4 separate regions of the Mus musculus genome follow, and regions 2, 3 and 4 are each linked to region 1. A link is a contact called in public promoter capture Hi-C data. All regions are on one chromosome and are shown on one strand. The core of a region is the stretch at or near the end of the contact, and the rest is flanking DNA. Distances in the headings are between cores, read along the strand shown.

Evidence for each region. Promoter capture Hi-C pulls out the DNA fragments that hold promoters and counts their contacts.
Region 2: a contact with region 1 is called in a promoter capture Hi-C map of pre-B cells, with 4 times the contacts expected there. The contact joins the promoter of Osgepl1 here to the promoter of Mfsd6 in region 1. A contact is called at or near these places in 11 of 39 promoter capture datasets (the 3T3-L1 cell line, the C10 cell line, the HPC-7 cell line and 7 more) and 1 of 115 datasets of contacts at active chromatin or transcription factors (astrocytes).
Region 3: a contact with region 1 is called in a promoter capture Hi-C map of hippocampal neurons, with 4 times the contacts expected there. The contact joins the enhancer-like site here to the promoter of Mfsd6 in region 1. A contact is called at or near these places in 10 of 39 promoter capture datasets (cranial neural crest, embryonic stem cells, frontonasal cranial neural crest and 6 more) and 3 of 115 datasets of contacts at active chromatin or transcription factors (double positive thymocytes, embryonic forebrain and stem cell-derived neural progenitor cells).
Region 4: a contact with region 1 is called in a promoter capture Hi-C map of pre-B cells, with 4 times the contacts expected there. The contact joins the promoter of Pms1 here to the promoter of Mfsd6 in region 1. A contact is called at or near these places in 5 of 39 promoter capture datasets (the C10 cell line, the HPC-7 cell line, hippocampal neurons and 2 more), 1 of 484 Hi-C or Micro-C datasets (embryonic stem cells), 1 of 115 datasets of contacts at active chromatin or transcription factors (astrocytes) and 1 of 9 other capture datasets (adipose tissue).

What each region holds. Positions count from the first base shown.
Region 1 is chr1:52,726,062-52,728,577 of GRCm38.p6, forward strand. Mfsd6 (major facilitator superfamily domain containing 6) reads right to left here and starts at 1,257. Exons shown (of 6, transcript NM_178081.4): 1 at 962-1,257.
Region 2 is chr1:53,312,368-53,314,883 of GRCm38.p6, forward strand. Osgepl1 (O-sialoglycoprotein endopeptidase-like 1) reads left to right here and starts at 1,257. Exons shown (of 8, transcript NM_001285839.1): 1 at 1,257-1,491; 2 at 2,489-2,516. The coding sequence starts at 2,512.
Region 3 is chr1:52,149,585-52,152,100 of GRCm38.p6, forward strand. Stat1 (signal transducer and activator of transcription 1) reads left to right here. Exons shown (of 25, transcript NM_009283.4): 19 at 1,035-1,084; 20 at 1,654-1,748. Among named protein-coding and RNA genes, the nearest start is that of Stat1, 31 kb to the left of the region's middle. Within about 2 kb of position 1,262, at least 100 of the 459 cell types and tissues checked have an H3K27ac peak or open chromatin away from gene starts, as enhancers often do. A contact at or near this core is called in double positive thymocytes and hippocampal neurons, where this site is marked.
Region 4 is chr1:53,295,768-53,298,283 of GRCm38.p6, forward strand. Pms1 (PMS1 homolog 1, mismatch repair system component) reads right to left here and starts at 1,261. Exons shown (of 13, transcript NM_153556.2): 1 at 1,119-1,261. Ormdl1 (ORM1-like 1 (S. cerevisiae)) reads left to right here and starts at 1,328. Exons shown (of 4, transcript NM_145517.4): 1 at 1,328-1,421.

The DNA.
Region 1 (2,516 bases), core at 7-2,506:
ACACACAACTACACACAACATCGTGAACCTCCAGCAAGGTTAAAGGAGATTTGACTGGATTACTATCATCTTGTATCCATCTTTTTTCTCTGTGTGAGAAAACTGCAGCCTGGGATGATGTAACAACAACCAAAGGACACAAAACTACTTAGACACTGGTTGGGAGTTGAAACTTCAACTCCACAAGGTTATTTCTACGATGGATTGGCAGGTATTATATGTCCCAGTGGGTGTAGGCATGCTTATTAATTTTTTTTTTTTTTGATGAAAGGGAATGTTTGTGGTTTCGCAGGCGTGTGGGAGAATCAAAACGCACAGTGTGCCAGACTTAAGGGTGGTAATCCACGGGCAAGACCACGTGGGGAGGGGCAAAGGGAGGAGGAGGGGCTACATCTGAATCTTTCCTCTACCTGGTAGTCTCTGTGAAGCGAGGGACCCAAGCCTGAGTTGAAGCTCAGTGCTCAGCGCGCACGCACACCGTAGGACATTTCTCCTAAGGAGGTAGCAGCCCGGGAAGAGGTGTACCGCCCCCTGTATTTGTTTCCACGGGGGAGGCAGACAATGTCAGTTTCCTCCTGCTACACAGGGGGACACTGTCAAGGGCCATGAAGACAAGCTCGCCTCCCCCTCTCTCCCGGGGATGTTTACCTCCAAGGCGACGCCGGGACCGGACTCTGACAGGCTTGGGCCCGCGGGGCCCACCCGCGCCCCCCACCTTCTGCAGCAGCTGCGGGCGGGCGGCGGCCAAGGGCTCCCGGGCAGCGCCTTTGTTTTCCCGACTCCAATTACGTTTGCGGAAGTGCTGCGGGCGCGGGGGACGCCGCTGTCCTGCACCCCGAGATGACAGGCGGCACCCGGGAGGGCGGGATAGGCTCGGAGGCCCCGGGCCGGGGCGGCGCCCACCCCGCAGCAGGTGCACGGAGGAGGATCCGGGGCCCCGGGGCGGCGCCGACCCACTCACCTGGAGGCGCTCAGCTGCGCGAGGCGCGGGGAGCCCTGTCCCCGGGGTGCGGGGCGGCCGCTCGGGGCGCCGGGGCGGCGGCGGGCAGGCCAGAGCGCCGCATGTCGGTTGGGTGGCTAGCTCCTCTCCCGGGGGTGCGGCGGGCGCGACGGCTGGATGCAAGCCGGGTGGGGCGAGCGATGGCGCTGGCCCGGCGCAGTCCGGCGCAACCCCTCTGTCCGCTCCTCCTCGCCGCTTTGGTCCCAGGCCTGGCCTCGCTGCCGCCGCCTTCGCTCCCGACCGGCTGGACCCGTTTCAGGGCTGAGCTGGAGAACCGGGCGCCAGGTGCAGCGCTCCGCCTCCTGCGGCGGCGGATGCGTCCGCCGCCTCCTCTCGGCCTCCCGCCCTCTGGGGCCGCCCGGGGGACCCGGTATCCAGCCCCGGCTGCCGTGACATATTCTAAAGAGTGAAGAGGTGGGCGATGCCCCATCCCCGTTCCGCCACACCCCATTGCGCTCGGGCTGAGCGGTGTTTTACTCCCTAATCTCTGATGGGGTGTTGGAAAGAACTTGAAGCCCAAAGTAAATAACAACCTGGTCTAGGGGTGGTGACAGCCATCAGTTTTCCAGAACTTAATAGGTGCCACCCTCAAAGCTAACTCTGCTGATGAGATGCATGCTGTCTGGTTCTAGGCACAACCTTGGTAAACTGTCCTCGGGTGACCCCGCAGACAACAGCTAGGAGAAAGACAGTGCTCGCTCCAGGAGCTTCTGGAACCCAGACAGCATCTGAACATGGCACCTTAATGAAGAAGTGACCTGAGCACAGGTGTTACTCTAAGAATTAAGCTGTATCATTTGTTAAATTCAGATAGCAAGTAGATTGTATACAGGTTTGGTTTGACAAGGGTATGTGCGTGCCTGTGATGGGGAGCAGAGAATCCAGAGCCAGCAATAATGACAGCTAACATTTAGGAACATTCGTTTCTTACATGGGAAGCATTGTTTACATACCATTGAATCCTATAGATGTAAGCAATGTTAATCTATTGTTACAGCTACAAAACGAGACTGAAAGTTAACTAGGTTCAAAATTACAAACAAGTAGAAGAAAATCCAGGCTCTGCATCATAAGACATTACTAAAGAGCACTTTATAGGCCCTGACGCTTCAAATTGTGAAGCCCTTCTTTATGAAAAAGTATAAATATACAGTTGCTGGATGCTCAGCCCCCGTTTCCAGGGACAGTTTCTGCAGTCAATACGCCTTATTACAGACCACTTGAAATGTTGAGACGTGGAAGTTAAACAAAGACGGTATCTGCTAGCGTTTCAGAGGAAAATTATAAAGGTGATTTGTACAAAGGATGACATATCTGCTCTGGTGTGACCTGGAGACAGCTGGATCCCTCATTGTGTGGAAATGAAAAGCTCTTCAAGTTCCCAGTTGGGCTATCATGAAAGACAACATTCTCCTGATCTGTCCAGCCAGTACGGAAGTGAAAAAGAAAGCAAGCATTCTCCTGATCTGTCCATGCATTAAGGAAATGAGAGAGAGAGAGACAGAGAGAGAGAGAG
Region 2 (2,516 bases), core at 7-2,506, 590 kb after region 1:
AGAAAGTACCTGCCATAAAGGAACAGTCTGGATGAATGTGTGATAAAGTCCAGGTAGGCCTACAGGAGTGGGTATTTGTAGTCCCAGTTACTGTGGAGGCTTACAAAAAGAAGTCCGCGAGTTCTGGACAACATTGCAAGAACCTGAATCATAGATTTTTATATTTCATACACATGTACATGCATCTAAGTGGAACACGTAAGGTATAAGTATTGTAAAATTCTTCCTATTAAATTCACCTGAAGGTTACAAATGAGTTTGACTTCTGGTATTTAACCAAACAGGTTCCAGACTCAAGGTTGCCCTGGCCCATTCTGTGTTAGTCAGAGGCACTTAACTCTGTGACTAAATTCATTCAAAATTAGCAGCCCAATTATCTGTAAATGAGGCCACCAAGCACAGTATCTCCTGGATGTGTTCCTGACCCTGCTGGCACAAAATTGTTACTTTATTGTCACAGGTTGAAAAAAGTCTCAATTTTTTTAAAAGTAAGTTCAATATTGTAATTATGAATTTACTAGTACCTTCTCCTAGAGTTTAGTGTAAGTCTGTGAGAAGAGTTACCTGGTGGTGGTGGTGGTGGTTTTTTAACTCATCAAAGCAAAGATCCAAGCCCTTCCCAGCCTTGCATTGTAAAGCCTTTGCTTGCTACAGTTTTAAAGTTTAGGTAGAGAGGAAAGATTTGGAATACATCCATTTGATTGTACTAACAGGTTCACAAACCAGACCAACAAAAACAAAGCAAGATGCAATAATTAGTACATGCTATACAGAAAGTTGAAAGCTGACCTAGTAATCCGGGGCTATAGAATGCCATGGGTGCTTCACTTGGGATGATAAATGCAGCAGTTGTTTAAACTGTACAACCAAATACACTTCACTGAGAATCAAGTGCTGTTTTTGCGGGTGTTCTGACTTCTGATGAAAATACTTTCCCCATGAAAATGGAAGGTTTCTCAGGCCACTACCTTTTAAGTCTGGTGACAGCTTTCCTAAAATAGAATGACAGTAAATCCTACCCTTTTTCTCTTGGTGGCAGCAAAGTTCTAACGGAGGGCAGAACCCTTTCCTTAAATGCGGCATAGTGTGGGCACAGTGAGATCTACTGAATCTGGACACCTTTTCATGAGTCGCTATCAGCGTGACTTAGTAAAAGACCTGGTATTCACAAACCTGGCAGGAACGCCTGGGGCTATAAGAAGTTATTAAGCATTTCTTTACTAAGACAAGAGAAGGACCGCCGGCCCAAGGGCGGTGACGTCACTTCCGGGCGCCTGCGTAGTGCGGGCGCCCGCAGTTTCCTAAGGGGAATGGAGACTGCTCCCGCGCACGTCTTTCCTGTCCCAAGCTTTTGCTCACCACCAACAGAGACTCCGTTGCTTTCCAGCAACAGATTCCAGCTGTGTTGTCCAAAACTAATTCTTCTGGAGAGGCTGTGGGAGCTCACGACTGAAATCTGCGCGTAGTTTACTCTCAGCCCAGTCACTGCAGGTCTGCTTTCCCAGTTGACGCGTTCACTGTATTTCTAACCCCAGTTTTGCTCATTCCACACGTCTTGCAGTGTGGGAATACTAGAGTGTTTATGTTTAGTGATGGATGGATTGCTACCTTTTGGGGAGGAGTTGATGTGGGGAGAAGGGTTTAGGAAGAGGTTTGGGTGGTGAACCTATTACAAAAAGTGGAGATGTGAATCCGAAGATTGGATAAGTGTTTACGGTTGTCTTTGCAGAGATGCCGGGGGTTTTTGCTTGTTTTTTACAATGAACTTTATGAGAGGGCTTGCTTCCAAAATACAAAATTAAATCCTGATTAGTGAGCATAATATTTTAATAAACTGTCCAAATGCAGTACACTATTTTCTGGGGGAGAGGGGAGTCAATAAATGGGAGGCCTTTATTTTTGATTTGTTCTATTTGCCTTTAATTTTTAACATCACTTTAAGTAGTACTGTCCACATAACTATTATACTATAACATTAACTGTTGTATAAAGTGCGTGTTGAGCATGGTTTACCCAAAATGCCTGGACCAGAAGTGTTCCAAATTTCAAAAAAAAATTTTTTTTAATTTTGCGATGTGCCATATTCGTGACCAATTTGAGGATGAAACCCAGGTATAGATGTGAAATTCGTGTTTCATTTGCATCCTGTAAACACAGCTAAGGCAATTTTATACAATAATATTTTTAGTACTTTTTGTGTTTCCACTAACAACTCAGGTGGTAGCGTGCTTTAGAGCTTCTTTCACTTTGGGGGTGCTCAACTTGATACATTATAATCATTTTATATGCTTCTCATTTTTCTCTTGCAAAATTTGATTTATTCCTATCTAGTGATTTCTAGGACCTCTAAAAGATTTTGATAATGTTTTTACAAATGTTCTTAAAATTTTGAAGTCTGCATACTTAAAAAATAAGATAACATTCATTATTTTGTTTAAATAAATGAATTCATTGCAAATGACATAATATTTCTGTAACTCTTTTCTAGGAAGTATTTGTAGAGTAACAAATATGCT
Region 3 (2,516 bases), core at 12-2,511, 580 kb before region 1:
TCCAGGTTTGCGGTCTGTGTAGCAGGGTGATGCAGACGGTAGTCGAAGTGGGTCTTTCTTAACTGAATGTCCCTGGAAGGGTCTTCACTCACTTGTGCACATTAACAAGGGTCTCAGACCTTGTTCTGTATTCCACATTTGGTGAGATACAAGGATTTTTTTTTCCCTGCTTGTTGTAGCGTATCAGTGGTTTCCCTTAAACAAAGTAGTGGACTTAACACAGCTCAGACCACATGCTGCATTAATTCATATGGCTAATTATATTTATGGCTTGTATCAGTTTGAACAACTGTCCAATTTGTGAGAAGGCTGAGGGATATATCTAAGTACAGTGAGCTTATAAAATCCACCGGAGATCTCGGCCTTATTTGGAACTGCACATTTGTTCTGCAGGGCTTTTGGTGGGGAGGGACTTCATGTAGGCAGAGGAACAGCGGGAAGTGGTGCTGGGTAGAGACAAGGGTGGCTTCTCCACAGAGCCTTCAGGGAGACAGGGGTCATGCCAAAGTCAGATCAGCCTGGAAGGGCGTGTCCTGGGGTGGGGTTTATAGAGCTCTGCCTGCTCTCTGGGAAAGGAGCTAAGAGGCACCAGATGGCTGGCTTGATGTCAGCTTCCTCTGCGCTTTCATAATCCGATCTCAGTAATCCTCCATGCATTCCTTCATGCTGTTGGAATCAAACCAACAGACAGCAGCATGGTGGTGCGCATCTGTCATCTCAGGCTGGCGGAGTCGGAGGCAAGGATGGGAAGCAAGGAGTTTGAGGCCTGACTGAGCTACACGGGGAGACCCTGCCTATAAATAAAGGGGGTGAAACAAAGCCACCATTCGTAGGTTTTAAACTGCTTGTTGGTCCTTTCAGCCTGTGTAACTAGAGGCCCATTTCAAGTTAATATACGAGAGAATATCACCTCTGCTGTAGTCACCCTTTGCAATAGATACAAGAGCTCTCAGTCCAACTAGAGCAGCAGATCAATTTCTGTTTGGTAAAAAGGCGATTTTTGTTTGTTTGTTCGTTTTTGTGTTTGTTTCTAGGCCCTAATGCTGGCCCTGATGGTCTTATTCCATGGACAAGGTTTTGTAAGGTGGGTCCTCCCTGGGTTGTTTGCTTACTCTGGCATGTTCATGTGTCCCCCTCACACCCACTAGGACAAGTTGTTTACCTTCCTACAGGGCAGGAGGTTGGTCTGCAAGCAGAGACCGACCGAGACCAGCCGGCAGGAAGCACCTGCCTGAGTGATAACACTCTCCCACATCCCTCGCCCCAGCCTCTTAATCAGCAGGGCTCTGGCTAAGGCCGTGGGAACCGTGCACGGAGCAGTTGTGCAGAGCTACCCCAGCTCGAGGGCACCTGCACAGGGTGGTGAGACCCTGCACGGTTCGCCAGCAGGAGCTGAGCTGCTCATGCTGGCTTCTGCTACAGTGAGCACACTCTTGTTTTCCAGTCATCTGGGAAGTCACCTTTGCCGGGTGCTGCTCTTGGGAAAGGGAGCCAAGGAGGGAGAAGCTCTAGCAAGTCAGAAAGAGGCAGGGGGAGCCAGCCAGGCATTTCCACTCAGGAACGACTGCCCCTCTTGCTTGATCTGGGGTCTCTTTGGAGGGGCAGGGCAAAGCAGTGCTTTGGTTAACCAATTGTGCATTTGTATACTTGCAGGAAAATATTAATGATAAAAATTTCTCCTTCTGGCCTTGGATTGACACCATCCTAGAGCTCATTAAGAAGCACCTGCTGTGCCTCTGGAATGATGGGTAAGCGTCCCTGAGCGCTCCGAAGGCTGGGACAGAGTGCCGGCCGGCCTTCAGGATTTGGCAGGGGTTTTGCTCAGAGATGCACACTTACCTGGTATAAGGCTCCTTGAAAGGACACCCTCAGGAGATTAAGCATGTCTTAGGATATCTATATTTAGATCTATCTATTTAAAAGCTAAATTAAAAACAAAAACCTCTTAGTGTCATTAATGTATTTATTCATTCTCACAAACATTGTCAGTATTTACTGTACTGCCCTAATAAAGAATCAGAAACCACCAGATGGGGCAGTGCAGATCTTTAACTTCAGCTGAGGCTGAGGCTGAGGCAGGCTGATCTCTGCTCGTAGCACAGCAAGCTCCAGGCAGCCACGGCTGACAGTGAGACTCAGTCTTTTTTGTTAAAAGGAAGGAAGGAAGGAGAGAAGGAGAGGGAAGGGAAGAGAAGGGAAGAAGGAAGGAGACAGAAGGAAAGAGAGAAAGAGAAAAGTGTTTAGCTCATTCAGTCCAGGGATCAACTGATATCTCCGGGGTTCCTGTCAGTTGACCAGCAGTGATGGTGTCTGAAGCGCTGTTACCTGAGGCTGCGTCCCCAGTACAAGATGCATAGGCAGACACTGTCATGCGTGGTGTTTAAAGTCAGCAAGTAACAGCAGACGACGACGCATTGCCTGTTTACCAAGCCACACCCCAGTCGGTGTTCATCCTGATTCCTACTTAGCACATGTATCTATAAGTGAGATGCTCCCTTTAAGTGCCAGTTAAGCAT
Region 4 (2,516 bases), core at 11-2,510, 570 kb after region 1:
TTTCATCCCATTTTCCAAATGTACACACAGTACTAATCTGGTCACACTACAATGTGGCTCTCTTTACCTAGATGTGGTAGGATTTCCTGGGCCACATGACATTTTTCTGGGATGTCTTGTGTCAGTTCCCAAAACTCTTTTTCCATATTCCAATCTCCCAAGAGATTAGGCATCCCTTCGTTTTTTTAATTCAAACTCATAAATGGCTATTTTATTTATCTGTCCCTTCCTCTCTGGCTCATATTGCTTTGAGGGCAGTGAATGTATATTGAAAACATATTCAGGAATGTGGCATATTATTAAGGGGTGTGCACTTAAAGACCTCCTCTGAAAAGCCAGAGGGTTGATGTTCCAGCACACAACACATGGAGTGTGGGAAAAGAATTCATACCTAGTGAGGACAATCCTACTGTTGGAACAGTCCTAGTGTTAGAAAAGAAGTCATGTTTACTGAAGCCAATCAACAGTCCTGGAAGTATGCTGTGATCAGAAAGAGAAACTGATCTACAAAAGCAAAAAGATTAGAGAGCTTGGATTTTAGGGAGAAAACAGCAAATTTTACAACAGAATAAATCCAACCCAACCATCACACAGAACCAACACAAATAAAAGATACCTACACACACACACACACACACACACACACACACACGCACGCAAGCATTCTGTCAACTTTAAAATGTTTTTCAGAGTTATTTCTGAAATAAAACTCACAAAGTTTTATAAATACAAATCACCAAGGTTAAAAAAAAAAAAGTACTTTCAAAGATGATTTAGAAAGAGAATGGATTAATCAAATCTTTTTTTCCTCCCCTTCCTCATAGAGATGAACTTCTGGTATTCACATCTCTTCAGGATGTACACTGTCTTCATTGGGAATAACCACAAATTAATACCTTTTTGTGTGAGACAACGCACAGTGCTACAAGCCGCTACACTCTCTAGCAAGACAAAACTTTCCCACCTTGAACCCCAAGGGTCTGAGCTCCAACTACTGCCGAGCCAGCCCAGAGGCTTGAAACGCGTGCGCGCGAGCCCCGCAAATCCGCACCTAGCCCCGGGAGGCGCCTTCAGCCTCCCCGAGCATCACCGGGCACGCTCGTTCGCGGTGACACTACCTTCTAGCGCGCATTCACCACCCACAGCGGCAAGCACTCAGCAAACCCTGAGTTGCACGGCCTACTTCGCTGGACGTCCTTCGGACCGAAGCACGGCTGCGCTCAGCAGGACCCGCGCTCGCGCTCCTCTAAGGCCCGCCCACAGCAGGAAGTGGGATTGGCGCGGCTGGCAGCCAATCGGCTGCTCGCTAGAGCAGCTTGGCAGCCTTCCGGAAGCGGTGGGGCGCACCAGTAGCTCTAGCCAGAGGACCTACTGTGGCTGCCGCGGGAATTGTCCTGTGACCAGCCAGGAGCTGGCGGCCGGTAAGCTCGAAGGCTTCCTAGAGCTGCGGCACGGCCCAGAAGGCCTGCGGCAGAGCAGGTTCCTGCTGCCTCCGGGGCTCGCGCTGTGCACCCTAGGTGTCCGCAGGTGGTCGGCGCGCCGCGGAAGTGCAGCCGCGACTGGGGCGGTGGGTGTGCGCGGGCGGGGAGGGCCGGGTAGCGAAGCCTTTGCGGCACAACCTGCTGAGAAAGGGTTTCTAATCTAGCATAGGTGGCAATGTGAGGCTCTTTCCAGCGGGTTTGGGTTTTTAATTTTTTACGTTGTGTGGGATGTTCGAACTATTAAGCTTTAAAAGTGCATTATAGGTACTTGGTTATTATAGAAGCAAAATTTACGCGAGACTCTCCCTTAGTGTAACTTTCATCACTGCCTGTTCCATACATCTTGAGAAGCCGAAAGAACATTACACTCCAGAAACACTTGCGTAGCCGGGTGAAATTCCTTTCTTCAAACACTGCAATAGAAAGGATTTTAGGTATCTTTGAATAGAAGCTGAAATGTATTCTAGCGCATTTCCTTCTCTCAGACAACACCCATTTCAGTTTGATTGTAACAAAGTAAACTCTTAGGCCCCCCCAAAACTGTATGCTCACGACAATTGAGTACTAATACTAGAAATACTAATACTTAGTGTTTCTTCCTGAACATAAAAGGAGTAAGCGGGTGGGTGGGGGCGCGCGGAGGTAAATAAATAAATAAGTAGAGAGTTTGGCTAAAGAAATATTGAGAAAGATTCATGACTTTAACCTAGTTGTGGTACAAATTTGAACCCCTAACCCTATAAATTTTTCATTTTACATCAACAGCTTGTTATTTCTAGGTTCACTATTCAAATGGGGGCACACAGCCAGGCATTAGTGGCTTATACACTTGTAATCCCTCTACTCTACAGGAGGATACCTGTGAAAATGAGGACAGCCTGACCAACCTATACAGTGAAACCTTGTTTCAAGAGAGAGGGAGATCAAAGCAAAATGCTTTTGACCTCTGACTATGGCTAAAATGTTCCATTACATGTTAGCATCTTGCCACTCAGACTGGTTGAGCCAGTTCTGTCCCCCCACCCCCACACACAC